4 separate regions of the Sus scrofa genome follow, and all the other regions are linked to region 1. A link is a contact called in public HiChIP or PLAC-seq data. All regions are on one chromosome and are shown on one strand. The core of a region is the stretch at or near the end of the contact, and the rest is flanking DNA. Distances in the headings are between cores, read along the strand shown. Region 1 holds the start of LHFPL2 (lipoma HMGIC fusion partner-like 2). Region 2 holds the start of AP3B1 (adaptor related protein complex 3 beta 1 subunit). Region 3 holds the start of SCAMP1 (secretory carrier membrane protein 1). Region 4 holds the start of ARSB (arylsulfatase B).

Evidence for each region. HiChIP or PLAC-seq counts read pairs in DNA pulled down with a chosen protein or histone mark.
Region 2: a contact with region 1 is called in an H3K27ac HiChIP or PLAC-seq map of alveolar macrophages. The contact joins the promoter of AP3B1 here to the promoter of LHFPL2 in region 1. A contact is called at or near these places in 1 of 47 Hi-C or Micro-C datasets (embryonic fibroblasts) and 1 of 2 datasets of contacts at active chromatin or transcription factors (alveolar macrophages).
Region 3: a contact with region 1 is called in an H3K27ac HiChIP or PLAC-seq map of skeletal muscle, with 5 times the contacts expected there. The contact joins the promoter of SCAMP1 here to the promoter of LHFPL2 in region 1. A contact is called at or near these places in 1 of 47 Hi-C or Micro-C datasets (heart right ventricle) and 2 of 2 datasets of contacts at active chromatin or transcription factors (alveolar macrophages and skeletal muscle).
Region 4: an H3K27ac HiChIP or PLAC-seq map of alveolar macrophages shows a contact between it and region 1. The contact joins the promoter of ARSB here to the promoter of LHFPL2 in region 1. A contact is called at or near these places in 1 of 47 Hi-C or Micro-C datasets (brain) and 2 of 2 datasets of contacts at active chromatin or transcription factors (alveolar macrophages and skeletal muscle).

What each region holds. Positions count from the first base shown.
Region 1 is chr2:87,496,995-87,499,820 of Sscrofa11.1, reverse strand. LHFPL2 (lipoma HMGIC fusion partner-like 2) reads left to right here and starts at 1,444. Exons shown (of 5, transcript NM_001243213.1): 1 at 1,444-1,532.
Region 2 is chr2:87,141,247-87,144,072 of Sscrofa11.1, reverse strand. It overlaps AP3B1 (adaptor related protein complex 3 beta 1 subunit), which reads left to right and starts at 1,410. Exons shown (of 27, transcript NM_001098585.1): 1 at 1,410-1,581. The coding sequence starts at 1,454.
Region 3 is chr2:87,209,419-87,212,244 of Sscrofa11.1, reverse strand. SCAMP1 (secretory carrier membrane protein 1) reads right to left here and starts at 1,406. Exons shown (of 9, transcript NM_214245.1): 1 at 1,218-1,406. The coding sequence starts at 1,274.
Region 4 is chr2:87,778,151-87,780,976 of Sscrofa11.1, reverse strand. ARSB (arylsulfatase B) reads left to right here and starts at 1,424. Exons shown (of 8, transcript XM_021084478.1): 1 at 1,424-2,826. The coding sequence starts at 2,729. It overlaps LOC110259405 (a long non-coding RNA gene), which reads right to left. Exons shown (of 2, transcript XR_002341753.1): 2 at 629-1,205.

The DNA.
Region 1 (2,826 bases), core at 195-2,694:
AGAAGGCCAGAGCAGGGAACCAGGGAGGAGGTCACTGAAGTTATGGTGTCCCTAAATAGCTAGAAGCAGGAAGGTAGCAGTGAGTTTGAAGAGGATGGGGCAACTGGAAAGACTTTAAAAATGAAGAATCAATGGAGGTGGCTCTTGGAAATGGAAGAGAGGCCCCCAGTTGAGTGCTAGGGTCTGAGTTGTGGCGACAAGTGGATACAGGTGACTGGCGGATACAGGCGTCGCAGACAAGAGGCTGAGGAGTTGGGGAAAGGAGCAAGTTTGACAAGAAAAAAATAAGACGGGTTTGCTTGGCTAAATGCTGTGTCCCTACGTTTAAATTACAAGGAATTTTGTCACCTTAATCTGTGGCCATTTGTCTCTGCTCCCACCTTGGAGGCAATGGGGAGCAGTTGGTGAGTGAGTCTCCTCTCTGGACAAGGATGACTTTTCAGATTATCGGCTAAAGCGCCTTCAAAATTCACCCTGAAACTGTATTTTGAGTTCAAGGGAGTATGTTTCAGGACCCCAAACAATCAGTTTAGAAATATTCTTTCTGACTGTTCGCACTGTTTCTTTTCCTAGAGACTCACCGGGGAAGGAAATTTACGCCCGGAGCCTTGACTCCGGGATAGGAAGGCGAGGAGGATGGGGGTCCAGGTACCCCCATCCCCCCCAGCCCACCCTCTTGCTTTGGATTCCCCAGGACCAGCCTACGGACGTTTCTTTCCCTTGGGCCTCGCCTGGGGAATGGCTCCGAGCGCTCCAGGGCCGGCTCTCCGCCTAGACAGTCGGGCCTCTCACTCCCCACTCAGACTTCGCCGCCGCCCGGCGGGGCAGTGCACACTCTCCGCGCCACAGAGACGGTTTCCCGAAACTGCGCCGGTAGGTTCTCCGGCGCAGCGCGGGGGACCCCTCGCAGGATTCCGGGAGACACCGCCGCCGCCCCGCGGGCGCAGTGACCGGCTCCCAAGGCCCCGGGCCTCCGCCCCTCCTCTCGGGGATCCCCTTTCGCCCACACCCTCCCGGCCGGGCAGGACACTCCCCCCGGAGGCTGGGCCTCGTCCGCCCGCCCACGCCTCGCCCCCGGCCGGCCGCCCCGCCCCACGCGCCGCGCCGGGAGAGCCCCGGGCCCCGACCCCTCCCCCCGGACGCCGGCCGAGAGCGGGACGCGGCGGCGATGGTGACTGGGCAGCCGCGCGGGGCCGGGTCCTGGGCAGGGAGGCTCGGCAGCCTCTTTCTTTCTCTGCCCCCGCCCCTCTTTCCCCTCGCTGCTTGCTAGCCCCGGCGGCGGCCGAGGTCGGCGCTCTCGCCTCGCCTCCTCTTCCTCTGCTTCCTCCTCCTCCTCCCCCGCCCGGGGACCCTCTCCCCTCCCTCCCTCGCCCCCTCCTCTCGCTGCCTCCTCCCCTCTCCTCTCCCTCCTCCTCCTTCCCCGAGCGGACGGCGGGGCCAGCTAGAGAGGTGTCTGCGAGGAGGCGTAACGGAAAGCCCCGGCTTGGGGAAGACTGCGCGCTCGGAGCCGGGGCCGCCGAGCCGGGGGCCGGGTGAGTTGGAGTCGCGGAGCCAGAGCGCGCTGTGGAGGGAAAGCGAGGAGCCCCGGCCCAGGGGGGCACCCGGCGCGGTGCTCGCGGAGCCGTCGCGGCCGGTGGAGCCCGGGCTGAGTGCGCCGCGGCCGGAGCGCGAACTTCTTCCCGGCGCCCACGGAGCCAGCGGGGAGGGAGGACCCGGCCGGGACGGTGCAGGCGGGACGGGTGCTGCGTACTGGAAACAGAGGGAACGCCGCTTCGGCTTTGGCCGCCGAGGTTGCCCGCAGCAGAAGTGGAAAAAGTTGTGTCTGGAACGGCGAGGTGTCGGGAAGCCGGCGCGAGCCCAGCTCTGTCGCCGGCGCCGGCGGGGTTTGCCCGGCGCGCGGGTCCTGGGCGCTTCTCGGCTCCAGGCTTGGCGCGCCTCGTACCGCGCCCGGGGGCCGCCCCGTGGTCGCCCCCGCGGGCCTGGTCTGTGGCGTGTGGGTCACGCCGGCCACAGACGTCAGCTGCTTCTCAGATCTGGGCTGCATTTTTGTGGGCAGAGCAGGGATTGCGGGTGCGGGCTGCAGGAGGAGGAGGAGGAGGAGGGCGTGGAGTGGGGAAGACCACATCTGGGCTGGGTGGGTTGAGCCGATGGTTTGGAGTGAAGGGCTGGGAAAGACTCTCTCTGGATTTCTGGATGTTTTCAGGCACAAAATTGTGTGTGTGTCTCTTTCCCCTTTTCATTCAGCGGTGTTCTTTGAACTCGGAAGAACGAACGAATTTTCTTCAATCTTGTTCTCTCTTCCTGCTGTTTCGGAAGGGTTCTGAGCTCTGAGAACCGGTGCGCTGTTTCATCAAAGGGAGCAAATGGGAGAAAAGACCAATCTCATCCCCCACCCCCACCCCCACCCCACCGGGGCCATTTCCTGTATTTCCCGGTTTCTCTACTGTGATTGTGTGCCTGCATGTAGGTTGCCATCACTGACCCACATGTGAAGTAGAACTTCTGCCTGAAATCGCTAAGCGGCCCCTATAGATTAGTGTGTGTGGGAGCGGGGGGGGGGGTGGGAGTGGTGGGAGCTGGAGGGGGAGGGGAGCTGTTCGAGCCTGCTTGGCAGAGTTAAATCTGAGTAATCGAGTTCCAAGTGACGTTTCTGCTCCGCACGTTGCTTTTGCTTCACCTGCTCACCTGAGAGAGCTCCACCTGCGCCAGGTTTAAGCGATGACGGATGCCAATTTCTTTGGTATTGTTCTTTCCTGGGTATTCCTGACTCATTCCTGCCGGTTCTCTTTAAGAAACAACTTACTCTTTTCAAATGTAAGTGATAGG
Region 2 (2,826 bases), core at 161-2,660, 360 kb after region 1:
TAGTCGGATTTGTTAACCACTGCGCCACGACGGGAACTCCAGGTTTAATTTTATAAGAAACTACCAAATTATATCTTCCAATGTGGCTGTACTGTTTTGCATTCCCACCAGCAATCAATGAGTGTTTCTGTTGTTCCACATCCCCACCAGCATTTAGTGTGGTCAGTGTTCTGGATTTTGGCCATTTTAGTAGATATGTAGTGATGATCTCCCTGTTATTCTTAGTGTGGCCATCAGAGGCTGTGAGGTTCACACTCTGAGCCACCTCCCTCCACCTCCTCCACACCTCTTCCGTTGGGAGCAGCTTGGCCCAAAGCGGGAAGCCCCATCTCGGCATCCCTGCTGGTGCTTTCTGGGCGTGTCATCCCCACCCCCACCCCCACCCCCGGCGCTGGTCCCACAGGTTGTGCTTCACTATTCCCCTGACAGTTTCTAGCTCTAGGGGCTCTAGGTTTCAAATCCTGCCTGAAGGGGAAGAGGTGGGGGAAAGGTTTGGGTAGGCTCTGAAATCCACCTGAAACGTCAGGCTGGGGGAAGTTACTCCTGGAAAGAAGGTTTCTCTTGTGCAACTGCGGGGCCGGGCAACTTTCTGCCTTGACACCCCAAAAGACGTTAGTAAGTGAAACTGCTAGGGGAAGAACAAATGAAGGAGGTACCTAGATGACAGGCTAGTCCTGGTGCTCGAGGCATCTGTATTTCATTTTATTCTACCTTCGGGAGCCAGACGCCAGGAGGGTGCACTCCTTTAGCTCCTTGCAACCAATGGCCCTGGGATTTTCGTTTGGAACTTTCACTGTAAAGATCACCTCTCTGCCGCGGCAGCGGTGGATCCTCAAACACGGGGTCCTAGAAATTTCCTTAATCTGCAGAGATCTGCGATTGAGGTTGCCTGGGGCGGATGTAAAAGTTAAGACAAAGCTTGCCGGAGGAAAAGGAGCAGAAACCGGCTTAAAAAGGAAAAGCAATCCTGATGTGTCTAAGAAAGTTGATCTGGTGTATTAAATAACATTTTAGGAGAAATCTGAAAGCTATTGGTTTACAACAGGAGTCTAGCAAAGAGATGTCTGGGGTTGGGGAACTTCCTTAGAGATCAAAAAGGATACAATGGGTATCTGTCTCCAAAAAAACTTTAAAAGCCTTGAGCTCAGTCTTTTGCAAGATCAGGGCCCGCCTGGCGCGAAGCCTGAGACTGAGCCTTCCGGCTACCTCGAAAACCAGGAGATGGGAAATCCACGCAGGCCCGGAGTGGCCGGCGGTGGGCTCCGGCCACTATGCACACTGAGCATGCGCAGGGGGTGGACCTCCTGGTCGGTTTAAGGAGCAGCGACGAGTCCGGAAGCGCCTGCGCGCGCCCCGCCGCACGACAACTAGTTTTGTTCCGCGTTCTGTGGTTGGGAGCCGGTCAGAGAGAGCCCCCGGCAGGACCAACCCGACACCCGGCAGCACGACAGCAATGTCCAGCAACAGCTTCGCTTACAATGAACAGTCCGGAGGAGGGGAGGCGACGGAGCTGGGTCAGGAGGCGACCTCAACCATTTCCCCCTCCGGTGCCTTCGGCCTCTTTAGCAGCGATATGAAGAAGTGAGGAGAAAGATTTGGGGTGCGGGGACTGGGCTGAGAAACTGGGGCCCTCGGCGGAGCGGGCACCGAGCTGGGGCCTCCGGGAGAGGGGTGGGGTCGCCCCGAGACGGCTCGGAGCCTAGCGGTAACGTTTCCCCGAAGTTGGACCAGTTGGGAGTGGTGGGAGTTGTGAGTTTGGGATGAGTGTGTGGAGGGGTCTTGAGTAGTTTCAAACTTAAGAGAAAAAAGAGCCATCCCCAGAGACTCGGAGTTGGTCTCGGCTGGGGCACAGGAATCTGAGTTTTCAAAAAAACACTTCAAGCTAATTTACTGTTTGCCTGATCACACTTGGGGAAATTAGCTTATTAAGGTGGAAGGATTGTTTGGGGAGTTGAAAGGGAGAGTTAAAGTGTGAGTTAGGTTTATGGGAAATTCTTCTGTGGCTCTAGAGTGTTGGAGTAAGGAGGTGTTTTAGGCACTTTATGAATGAACAAACTGGTTTATACAACCACTAAGGTTCTTGGACAATGTCTTTTGCACTGCAGACAAAAAAACCAAAAAAACCAAAACCAGCCCCTCCAAAACAAAACAGAAAACCACACAAACAAAAAAACCCCCACTCCCAAACACAGCAAGTATATGAGTATAGACTATTTAGTGTGTTACTCTGAACAAACCCTAAAATTTTATTAATAATGTGAATTTTAAAAACGAGCACTAAACAGTGTGTACCTGTTTTTTTTGGTAAAAGAATATTTTCAGTACCATTGATTTGAGGGGGGATTAAAGTTTCAGAATCCTGATAACTTTGTATTTTATTGTAATTATTTTTACTTGTTTCTTATTTTTAATCTCTCAGTAACAAACTCTATGGTCATATAGTAGGCTGTCCCTAGATTTATGCTAAAGTAAGGTAAAGTAGCTCTGCTGGTGGCTTTGCAGTGTCAGAAAGGTAAATAAAAATTTACTTAAAATTTATTTTAAAAGGTGTTCTTGAAAGTGCTAGTGGTTGAAATTGTGATTACGTTTGGACTGTATTGAGCTAATTGAAATCCTATATGGATCATGTGGAATAGAGTTTTGGGTTTTTTATTTCCTCCCTTATTTTCCAGTTAGAAAAGTTTAAAAGTAATAAAACTAATTTTTCATTCTGTGCATTTAGATGGTGGATTTTCCCAACATGGAGGTTGTTATTAGCAAAATGTTTCAACTGTTTAATTAATGTATATGTCTATATAGGTCTGTTTTGCATGTGATATGCTTACA
Region 3 (2,826 bases), core at 157-2,656, 290 kb after region 1:
TCTTCGGAGTGAATCAAGTCACCAGTAATAACCAGAATCATTTAATTAAGATAATCCTCTATGAAATTATCAAGCTAACAATCAGAAAAAGGGATGTTTTCCTCTTCCAAGATTCTTAAGAGATCAAACCAGGAGTAAAAAGACGTAAAATCAAGCTGGAAGGGACCACAAATTAAAGTTACTATTGTACACATCCAGAGGAAGTGAACCAAACTCAACCAGTAGTTGGAAACACATTACACGTGCTATGCAACTGCACTCATTAAGAAACCTGGAGCGGTACTTTAAAAAGATAGTTATTTAGATGTTGCATTAATTTAAACACAGATAATGAACATCTTAACCACTTTCCTCTGCCTCTTTCTATACCAAGCTCTTCTATAGCTGGGGTTGATAAAGGTAGACTCAGAAAGAAAGCAGCTCACGTGGAAATGGTATCCTCCACACAGTGCAGCAAACAGCTGACGCACCAGGAGCTTGGAAAATATCCCGTCGTTTACCTCACTAAGAACAGTTAGGTAGGAAGACGATTGTCCACGTGCACTATTGTTTCCAGGTGCTTTTATTTATATTTAACTTATGCTTTGATATCAGGACCTTCAACCTCAGGCAAATGGTGGGGAGGAGGGATGGCAGCGCCGCTGGTGGTATCTGGGCGCAACACAAGTTTAAAAAATAAAAACAAAACCCCCTTTTTTTTTTCTTTTCTTTTTTTTTTTAAACTGCAATGTACTCGATGCCCTCACCTCTCCTCCACGCCGCCCTTCGCCGCCGCCGCCTGGGATCCCCATGACAACCCCTCCCGAGAGTGAGCCCCCCTCCGACACGTCCTGGCCCCCGCCCCGGTCCGGCCAGTCACACTTGCCTGACAGATGACAACTCCACCTGTTCTGGGTTCTCACCCTCCTTGCTCCCGAAAGGCAAACCAGGAAGCCTAAGCCACGGGAATCCCGACTCCCGGGCCAGGGCACGACCCTCTCCAGTCGGGGACGTGGGGAGGGCCGGCCGGATAGGGAGCTTAGCAGGTTCCACTCCGACCCCAAACGAGTGACGCGGGGGCCAAAGCACGACCCCCCAAAGGGGTGCGATGGCCCGGAACCCCTGTCCAAGCGGCTGAGGGGGGCCGAGTGGCAGGCGCAGTGGGCACCAAAGAACTTGTCGGTTTAAACAAACAACCACGCATCGCGGCGGCGGGAGATGCTGGGGACGACGCTCACCTTGAAGGGGTTGTTGAGATCCGGGTCGGCAAACGGGTTACTGTCAAAATCCGACATCTCGCGCTCGGCGTCACCCACCCGACCCAGGCGCAAAGAAGAGAGACGAGGCGAGGCCGCCGCCCCCCTGCGCGCTCACGTCGCCGCCGCCGTCGCCGAGCAGATCCGGGTGCAGCTCGCGAGGCCACCCAGCCGGCCGTGCCACTGAGCATGCCCGGTGCGGCGGGCTCCCGGCCGCCGGCGCAGCTCCTGGTTCGCCGTCCCGTTCTTCCCGGCTGGAATCCAGCGTTCCGGGCTTTAGCTACGACCGGATAGGAACTAGGGGCGGAGGGACCCGAGAGCAGAGGCGGTTTGTGCTCAGCGCCCAACATTGATTCCGCCTCTGGAGGAGCCGAGCGTCTGGCTGGACTCGGTTGTATTATGAATTAAAAATCGGCCCCTGTGCCGAGCGCGACTTAGGAAAAAGGTGGTACTTTTGAGCAAGAAAGACGTACGCTGACCTTACTTCCCAAGGTTGGGAAGGTAGCCCGGGACGTAGACGCCACACCTGGGGAAGGTGTGGCTTTTTAACCGGGGCAGAGAGGCGCAAGGAACTGGAAAATCTCCGCCTCAGTCTCCAAAGATAACGCCCCTTGGGGTCCGGTCTTGGCACACCCCTGACCCCCACCTGGGAATCCCAGCCTCCCGTCTTCCGGTTTTTCCATACTCTAGGTTGTTGCTAAATCACGGAAACCTGTCTTGGCGCTATCGATCCAGACTAGCTCCGCGGAGGTTTGGGAAAGAGAAATTAGGTACCAGGGTCCAGTTCTTGCTACCGTGCTCCGGAGTCTGCAAAATGGCACCTTCGCCGGAAATGACTGTGGGGTAGCACAGGTCCAGAAATCAAGGCCCTCAAGTTAATGTTAATGAATGACAAAAGGATGCCCTTTGTGTTTTCTTTGAAGCCCTCGGGCTCAAAATAATATGCCTCTGATTTTTTCCTGTTCGCTACCCAACACCAGAAAACACCGAAAAATGTATATGTGTAAGGAATTTATTTGTATCATTCATTTGGCCCACCCCTGAACTTGAGAAGACATCGCTTTTGCATCCTCTCATCTTTTTGCACTAACAGCAAAACAGCAGATAAAGCTACAAAAAGCCAGAATTATTTTCACTTGGTAGGGGCCTAAGACTTGGAAGGAACTAGAGTTAGTCTTCTTGGCTTTCCTGCACTTTGCGAAGTCACCTGGGAAATAGTCTCTCCCCACTGTGAAAACACTAGTTGGAGGTGATAGGCAAAAACCACATTTGCTATCAACTCTCTTTGGCGGGATTCGGGTTGGGATATATGACAAGCTGGTCCTAGGCAGCCTACTAGGAGGAGTGTCAGCTAATGAGTAACAGCAGACCAGACTGATGATGGCAGGGCTGCAAGATTGTGGATATGAAAAAAGAGCAAACAATCTATTGTCGTTGCTGTCCTATCCTCAGCAGCTGCCGGGAGTATAGTTTATAGCAGAGTGCTCAAAACATGTGTTTGGTGCAAATCCCAATTCTGATACTACATGTGCTACCCACTTCCTGAGCTTGACCTTGCCCAGCTGATTGGTTTCTCGCCCCACTTCAGCCC
Region 4 (2,826 bases), core at 175-2,674, 280 kb before region 1:
TTGTACCATAAAGTAAGGGAGTGCTCAAATATTAAAGAGAACATGCCACAAGGACACAAGAGTTAGACTGAAGGGGCTCCCACTGGCCAAATCAGAGGAAATTTGAGCACTGATATGATTAATATGTATTATTATACTGATTAAATTAAGAATCTTTGAGTTCATAGTGATATAAACAAACACATGAGGAAGAAGGCAAAGTTCTTCCTTACAGTAGTAGAAAGACAACTAATAAATCTATTTAAAGAATGATAGAAAATCACTATAATCACCATTTGGGAACCATCCTAATAATGACTGAAGCAATAAGCCTCAGGGAAGGTTAAAACTAATAAGCGAAAGTTTTAGGAATAACAGAATATATGCATACTCTCAAAGTACCTCCCCATAAAATAATTATTAATTACAGGGGGGAAATAATAACTTTACAGTGGGGAAACGGCCACCTTAAGTTATCAAATAATAAAGTAAATCAACAACACCTGACTCTTAATATGAAGCATCAAGAATACGTTATATTTGCAGTATTTCTGTATAAACCCATAACCTGCGCCTAATCATTAGGAAACAACAACTCTAATGGAGAGATTTTACAATAACTAGACTATACTGCACGTCAAAGATGTTCAATGCATAAATGAAAAATAGAATTAACTCTTTTTAATTAACTCATTTGCACATTTCCAGAGCATTTTTAGCATAAGCTTTTATTTGAAAATTCAGGACATCGGAAGGTGCAGTGCAAGTTCAGTAGTTTCTGGAGCAGTTGGTCAAAGGAGGAATTGTTCCTGCAGATTACCAGCCATGGTTTGGGCAATCTGATTTCTATCCTGAAGGGTAGGGAGGAACAGTTATGGAAAGAGGGACAGGCAAGGGCCACCATGGAAAATTTTGTCCTTAAAGATCTTTTACATGGTTTTTAAAGGAAATTTTCAAGCCTTAACCTAATGAGAGTCAAATAGCTCTTCAACATTCTCTTTTTGGAATTCCCATTGTGGCTCAGCGGTTAACCTGACTAGTATTCCTGAAGACGCAGGTTCGATCCCTGGCCTCGTTCAGTGGGTAAGGATCTGGTATTGCCGTGAGCTGTGGTGTAGGTCACAGATAAGGCATGGATCCCGCCTTGCTATAGCTGTGGAGTAGGCCAGCAGCTACAGCTCCAATTCAATCCCTGCCGTGGGAACCTTCATGTCACCAGTATGGCCCTAAAAAGACACACACACAAATTTCTTTTTACTTAATGCCAATTTTTCTCCTGCTAAATTTCATCGATTCCACCACAGATGACAAGTGGCTGTAACATAAATTAATTTACTTCATGCAGAGAAAAAAAATTCTATGTATGTAAAGAAGGAAACATTCCATATGTTAGAGAATAATTTTCAAAAAATGAGAAAATCATGATCCTTATACACATATAAAATGAATATACATCAAAGATTTTATTTAATTCATTAACGAAGAAACAGAGTGTTAACACCAGTTCCAAGAACAATCCAAGGAACAGATCAGGAATATGAAATAAATGTGTAAGTGGAGGCAAAACTTTTTTCCAAGGTAGTGGCGAGGGTGTCATTCCAATGGATAGAATTAATTTGCATGTGTATAAACAAGAATTAGTTTCCATTGCTCTCAGTTATCTACAACCTATAAATGTGTACAATGAGTCCCATGGAATCAGAAGCAGATAACCTGAAAGGAGCGCAAAATTTCTTCCCCTACAACCAGTAACAGTTATTGTCTGTCTCCAGATAGAGGGAGGAGGCAGAGTCTTGGCTGGCAATGGGAATACACTGGTCATGAGGCTAACTTCCCATGCTTCAATGAGCATGTGGCTAAAGGAATGTTTCTTTCCATCCAGGGACTGTTTCAGGCAAATGAGTCTACTTTGGTTCACCACTTCATTGTGGGGGAGCCAACTCTGAAAGGGCTCGTATCTGGACAAGCTAATGAGCTACTCCCTGGCCACACAGCACTCCAAGGGCAGCCTAACTATAAAGCTGCACCTTCAAAACGGCACCGTGCAGTCCGAGTGTGTACTTGGCCCCTTTTGGCTAAGTGGGGAGGAAGTGGCTTCGCAGGCCTATGCTATTCTTAAAGGAATCTGAAACGCCATTCAGATCTCTGCCTCTTCATTGTTCTACATGCACGAGGCTGGGTTCTTTTGCTAGAAACAATTCTGCTAGAAACGATGCTTTCACGACTCTTAAAACATTATAGCTCAAGATATGGAGTCAGAACTGGGTCTGGGTTACGCCCAAGCAACTCCAAGCTTGTTTACTCCGGAAAAAAGGGGGGGGGAGGGGCAAAATTATGATTCCGAGCCGTCAGAGTTGTGAGATTTAAAGAGATAAGGGCTGTCAAAAATGCTGTGTAAATTGTGAAGAGTTACTAAAAAGAGCAAATTCGCTCCTCTTTTAGGATGCCAAGAGGCAACGAGCATCGCTGGAAAGATGAGACCTTGGCCCTTATCAAGCATCAACGGAGTTACCCTGGAGCACAGCTGCGAGGCTGCCCGAGTTCTACTCGCTGGCTCCTCCCCCGCCACACGGGCCCGGGCCGGGGTTAGAGGCGGCGGGTCTCCGGCGCTGGGCCTCTACTGCCCACGGCCCGCAGGGGGTGAGGTTCAGTGCCGGGGCGGGGCAGCCCCGGCTGCTCAGTTCCTGATTCTATAAGTGGTGCCCGAGGCTGGCGGCGCCACAGGCGCGGGCAACGCGGGCGACGCAAGATGGGCCGGCGAGGCGCTGAGAGTTGGCCCCGAGGCCCCGGGCAGCGGCGGCCGCTCCTCCCCACCGTCCTCCCGCTGGGGCTGCTGCTGTTGCTGCT